Regions from separate parts of the Triticum aestivum genome. Here region 1 is linked to region 2. A link is a contact called in public Hi-C data. All regions are on one chromosome and are shown on one strand. The core of a region is the stretch at or near the end of the contact, and the rest is flanking DNA. Distances in the headings are between cores, read along the strand shown. Region 1 holds the start of LOC123079130 (ultraviolet-B receptor UVR8). Region 2 holds the start of LOC123079128 (protein SPA1-RELATED 3).

Region 1 (3,024 bases), core at 134-2,633, 400 kb after region 2:
CATCGTATGAAAGCTCAAAAGCTTGTGAAATGAAGAGAAATCACACATGGCCTGGACCCTGGGCATCATTTTAACTTACAAACTGCATCACCAGCAAATAAAACTGCCAGGTTAGCGGCAACCTTAAAATGGAATAAGGCAGTCTCACGTTTGGAGCCACTGTAAGATCAATTCCAGTTTTCAGGCTAGTGCATCTACCACTCTCCACAAGCCGCACAGACATCATAAATTCAGAATGCCGCAAGTACTTCAGACAGTATTTTCCCAACCCGAATTGCTGTACAACATTCTAGTTTCGCTTTTACTACCACGGAGAGAAGTACAGTAGCAGAAAAAGCGGACGAGATGGAGGCATAGAGCACGAACCGTCGAGCGCGAGGCTGTGGTACGCGCCGGCGGCGACAGCGGTGAACCTGGGCCGCTGCCTCCCCGCAGCAGGAGCAGCGACGGCGGGCACGACAGCGGTGGGCACGTGCACGTCCGCCTCGCGACCGGTGCCAAGGCGGCCGAACGTGCCCCGCCCCCATGAGTACAGCTCCCCGTTACCTGCAAGCCACGAACAAAAACCACCTCTCAGATCCCTAATTCCGGCCATGCCCGGAAGCATCCGCGTGACTGACTAAAGTGGCCAGGCGGGGGGCAATTTACTTACTGGTGAGTGCGAGCGTGTGGGCCTCGCCGGCGGCGACGGCGGACACCTTGGGCGGCATTTGCGGTGGAGTGGAGACGGCGGGTGAGGAGCGGGAGGTAGAGTACAAGTGGAAGAAGAATCACCCGCGAGAGCAATGTGGCGGTTGAAAAGGAAGCTCGTGGAGAGGAGGGGAAGACGATAAAGGAGTCGACTCACTCGAGTGAATGAATCGAAACGGCAGAGTGAGTTGCGTGCGTGCGAGCGTGTCGTCTTCGCTTTTTCTCCGGAGCTTATCCTCTGATACTGCGTCACTGCACATACAGATATGGCTGCTGCTACCATGATGATAAGCGTCATTAAGTGGTTGGAATTTAGGAACAGGTAGGGGTATTTGCTGATTGGGAGTGCGATGTAGACAAGTGTCCACGTGTACTCACTACTGTCAATGTAGACAAGTGTCAGTGTAAACTTTCTTTTTTGGGGGCGCGTGGAATTGTCAATGTTTTTACTGAACTGAAGCGGCAACCAATGCAAACTCTGCATATATGATCAGAGCATCCTGGAGAAAAAACTCATGACACTACTCCAAAAACGCAAACTCGCAACACTGCAAATCAACATCCCAGGTGATGCCATCCATTGCACCGAGGGGGCTCCACTTTGCACAAGCAGCGAACTCACATGACTTCAGGACACTTTACAGGTTCAGGTTCGGCGCATCGTCCTAAAGGCGCAGCACCCTGGAAAGTTTTGAACTCCCTGCGAAGGAGTGTACTAGTTTGCCACCATCTAGTACTATCTCATATTCTCACAGATTTGACAGCCAGATCACATCGATTACGGCGGATGCCGCAAGGAAGGCGCAGCTGAGAAAGGCGCACGCGATGGAGGCTGCTGATAGGTCGCAGAAACGTGGCAAGGGCTTGCAGAAGTTGGGAAGCGCCGTGTGCCGGATGCCGGTGCGGTTCAAATTTGCGACGGCCGCCGCCGCTGACCCCGCGCTCAGCATCGCGTACGCAAAGACCTGCCATGATGCACCAGCCGTATCATTCTTCAATTCCGTTGAAATGTCAGACACTAGCAGAGTTCGAAAAGTTCAGATGTTATTTGTCAAAGCTAACAGAGGGTCATGATCTACTGAAGGCGCAACTGCCCAGATTTAGTCTCACGCTGCCTGGGAAACAAAGTTTGGAAGCAAACAAAAGCTTAAGGGCAAACATCGTAAAGAAAGCTTGCATTGGTAGGGGCACTGGAGTGATTCGGTGACTATTTTTATGTGGTAAACTTTCAGATTTCCTCAATCACTTCAATGTGACTTGTCAAATGGCATAGTGAATGCATCAGTGCTCAAAAGAAACAGATAAATGCGTCTTTTAAGCAGCATTAATTTTGATTGGGAGGAGTGCGAAAATAATCATATGCATGGTGCTACTAAGGATTCGGTAATGAATTAGTTGGTAGTTTGCTTGCTAAGATTTAATCTATGACTATTATAAATCATTCTTCATCTTATAGATAGCATGAGAAAACAATGCCGGATAAAAAAATATCAATGCCAAAAAAAACAAGATGTGCATTTACCATGTATCAACTCCTGCGAGGGCCAGTCAAGAAACGCCATACCAACTATGTAACAGAAAATTCAGAAAAAAAAATTCTGTACAAACATTAGTTTGCTCAAATATGATTTGCCTTTGCTCTTCACCTAGTTGGCTGCCACTCTGGAGTTTAACTCACAATATTTTGACGAAAAAGCAAACACCCCTTATGGACTTTTATTTTATATTTAGCACAACTGAATCCCTATACCGCCGCGCATGTACATGATACTCAATTTTGCTCATGCGTATTTCTAATAAAAGTGCAGAATATACTTATCTAAAATATGTTTATAAAGTGATATCAGTGTATTTCTCGAATGCATAAGACTAGGTGACAAAATGCACACTCACATGCACAAAAAAGTGATATGTTTATAAAGTGATATCAGTGTACAGTGATAAAGGACAGAATGGGAATACTTTGCAACATTGCACACTCACATGCACAAAAAACAGAATAATTTCTCTGCAAGCTATAAAAAGGATTCATTTTCTGTAGTCTTTTATGGCTAGTGACAAACATTCCATCTAAATCAAGCAAGGAAACTTTTTTACTGCTTCATTCCTTCTTTTGCTAGTTTGTTGTTCTCTTTGCGTTTGTTTTTCTGACTTAGGTTTTTTGTTTGGTATGTAAAGACTGGCACCATTTTGATGATTTCTCCTAACACAAAATGATGCACATTTAAGTGCACATTCAAGAAAAAAAAGTAACGGAACTATTTTTATGTAGCCAACATATAGACATGGCAAGCTAGTGACAAGAGACTAAATAAATTGTGTACTAAGATGCCA
Region 2 (2,909 bases), core at 58-2,557:
TGTTGTACTGAGACTAACTCCAGGGTAGTGGATCATGAATCTTACTGTGTTCTGCTTTAGTGGGACAATTATATGACAGGTGTTTTTCTTGCTTTAGTCATTAGCATCAAGACTCGGTAGTTCACATATGAATAAACCCATCTATTTTATCATGTAGTAGGAAAAAAAGTGATGTCTCAACATGTAGGACAACGAGTAACTATTACTAGTAAACTACTTGGTGGTGCCCAATGTGAAACAATCAACCCTGTTTTCGGCGGTACTTTACACACATATATATGTAAATGACACACACGAACCTCATCTTGGGTCGGGTGTCCGGTACAGGGTGCATCATCAACTGGCAGAAGGATGCTTCCTTGGGCCACTTGAGCAGCAACTGCGGCGGCAACACGCGGTACCTCAGATTGGCCATTGCCCGCATCTTCTCCTCCAACGTTTCGAAGCTGCAAAACAACTGCGACGACAGGCGAAAAGCATTGGCAACGGAAATCGCACCGGAAAGCACTACTAAGAGAATATTCATGTCAAGCAGCGCACCTCGAACAAGAGCACCCCTAATCTATACACGTCGGAGGCGAAGGTAGCGCCGCCGCCGCTGTCGTCAGCCTCCTCGGGGCTAGTGTACCAATTGAGCTCCATCGCCAGCACGCTCTTGAGCGGGAACCCCTTCTCGCCGCGCTCCTCCCCCCCTCGGCCCGCGCCGTGACCCCGGCGCGGAGGCTCGGCGTCGTGGTCGGCGTCCTCGGAGGCGTCGGAGCCGGAGGCGTCGGAGCCCGAGGCCGACTCGATGAAGGCGACGCGGGAGAAGGGCGGGGACACGACGAAGCAGGACGGGCGCGCGCTGCCGACGGCCACGCCCTGCGCGTGCGCGTCGGCCACCGCCTCCGCCACCTGGCGAAACACGTGCAGGCACTCGGGCGCCTCCACGACCCGGCCCGGCCGGTCCAGCCACTCCCGCAGGCTCACCTCTCCTCCCTCCTCCTCCCCCCTCCGCGCCGCTCCGCCGGCCGCGGCAGCACCGCCACGGGACACCTCCATGCCCGACTGCCCGCAGCGCTCTACCCCATGGCCCGGATCACGTCCGGTTCGCTGCCGCCTCCGGGTGCACCCGCTGCTCCCCGGACCCCATCCGCGCAACAAATGGCCCCAGAGCGGCGAGGAGATAAGGATCTGAGGCAAGCCGCGGCAGCGAGCCGACCAGAGACGAGCGTGTGACTGTGCTTGAGGGCGGGGGCGAGAGGCGAGCAGCGAGCCACACAAACACGCTTTAAATGGAGCGAGGGTCCTCCTCTCCTCCTTTGCTGCTTTATTTCGCCCTCGCTCCGGTAGCCGACTCCCAGCCGCAGAAACCCATTGCCTTGCCCCTCGAACTGCACACCCCGCCCGCTGTTATTGACCTGTTTGGATACTCTGAGTCTCAGGTAGAGGTTAGAGTTAGAGATTCTAACCCTGAACTAATCATAAACTAACTCTAGCTAAAGAGGTGTTTGGATGGCGGGGTTAGATGGAGTATGGATACGGCGAGGTGTCTTCACGGACGGTGCGAGAGGGAGGGTGGGAGAGGACGAGAACCTTCGAGGAAGTAAGAAGGGATCTGCTGCGGGAAGAGCGAGAGAAAAATGTATTTTTTAGTGGTCCAAGAAAAACTAACCCAAATAAGCATCTTTTAGGTGGGTTAAATTTTTTGGATGGGTTAGATGCATCAAACCCAAATTAACCCTCCTGTTTGGATATTTTTGGTTAGTTGAGTCCAAATTAATCCAGACTAACTCTAACCCATGAAACCAAACAGGCCATCAGTTCGGCTTGAAGGCAGCCAAGCGACCAGCGCTCCCCGCGAACTGCCACCACAGTAGTCCTAGTGGTACAGTGCCCCTGCACTAGACACCAAACCTAACCAAAAAAGAGACAGACGAAACGGAGGCCGCCTCACGCCACCAAAAAGATAGGGATTAGGGATATACGTGCCTCCCTCCCGTTCCATGGGCGTGGTACCCTTTCCTTCCGCTCAACTGATTCGGTTCCAGGAATGATCTGATCTGCATCCACCACGGCGTAGCCTAGCCACAACCGAAACGGTAGTAGTAGAAAACTGCGGCCACCGCTGGCCCACGTCGTCCGCCGCCGATGACATCCGGGCCCCGCGCGAGATTAGCACAAAAGTAAATGCAGCTAACTACTCTATTGGGTGACCGGTCGCTGTCGGTGGGCCCACGTCATACATTCCGCCAGTCAGCGACCGCCTGCGCTTTACGGGGCCTACGTGGCGCGACGGCGGCCGCGCGTCCAGCGGGGGACTCGAGGCGCCTCATGCAGGGGCCACGCATCCTTTCGCAGGCTCGTCGGGCTCGTCCCGCGTCGCTGCCTCGCTCGCCTTTGCCATGCCGGGTACGGCCGCACTGACTCTGCGATTTTTTTTCCGGTACAGACACAAGCGCCATGTACACGCGCATACACTCGATTTTTTGTACACACGCACTCCCTATTCTTAATTTCTTATGAGCTCCTCTGAAAGACTGAGCCGGCATGTTATCTTGAAATTTTCAAAGTCACCCTAGTCACCTCGTCGTCGACGTAAACGTCTCCTTTCACTAAATACGCATTACCAAGAATCCTGAAATAATTTCAGAAATAAATGCGAGCATCATGATTTTTTTTTAAAGATAGTAGGAGAGCTGCTATTATTCATTAAGAGAAAGTGGTAAAAAAACCGATGCTCGGTTAATTGAGGAAAACCGAGCTAAAACCTTTACAAAGAGCACACTACACCTAGCAAAGCTAGGGCTCGAGCACAACAGGACATACAGGAACGCCTAAGGCCGACACAACACGAATTGAAAGACAAAAGCAGCGTCATCGTACATCACCCATCGCGCACACGGCCCGGCGACTTCGACTTCGCTTCA

The links. Hi-C and Micro-C count contacts between places; a contact is called where the count stands out from the background.
Region 1: a Hi-C map of leaf shows a contact between it and region 2, with 4 times the contacts expected there. The contact joins the promoter of LOC123079130 here to the promoter of LOC123079128 in region 2. A contact is called at or near these places in 3 of 5 Hi-C or Micro-C datasets (all in leaf).

What each region holds. Positions count from the first base shown.
Region 1 is chr3D:395,275,171-395,278,194 of IWGSC CS RefSeq v2.1, forward strand. It overlaps LOC123079130 (ultraviolet-B receptor UVR8), which reads right to left and starts at 1,384. Exons shown (of 5, transcript XM_044501805.1): 1 at 653-1,384; 2 at 367-546. The coding sequence starts at 1,174. It overlaps LOC123079131 (CASP-like protein 3A1), which reads right to left. Exons shown (of 6, transcript XM_044501807.1): 6 at 1,240-1,655. The coding sequence ends at 1,440.
Region 2 is chr3D:394,875,963-394,878,871 of IWGSC CS RefSeq v2.1, forward strand. LOC123079128 (protein SPA1-RELATED 3) reads right to left here and starts at 1,308. Exons shown (of 7, transcript XR_006437864.1): 1 at 541-1,308; 2 at 300-457.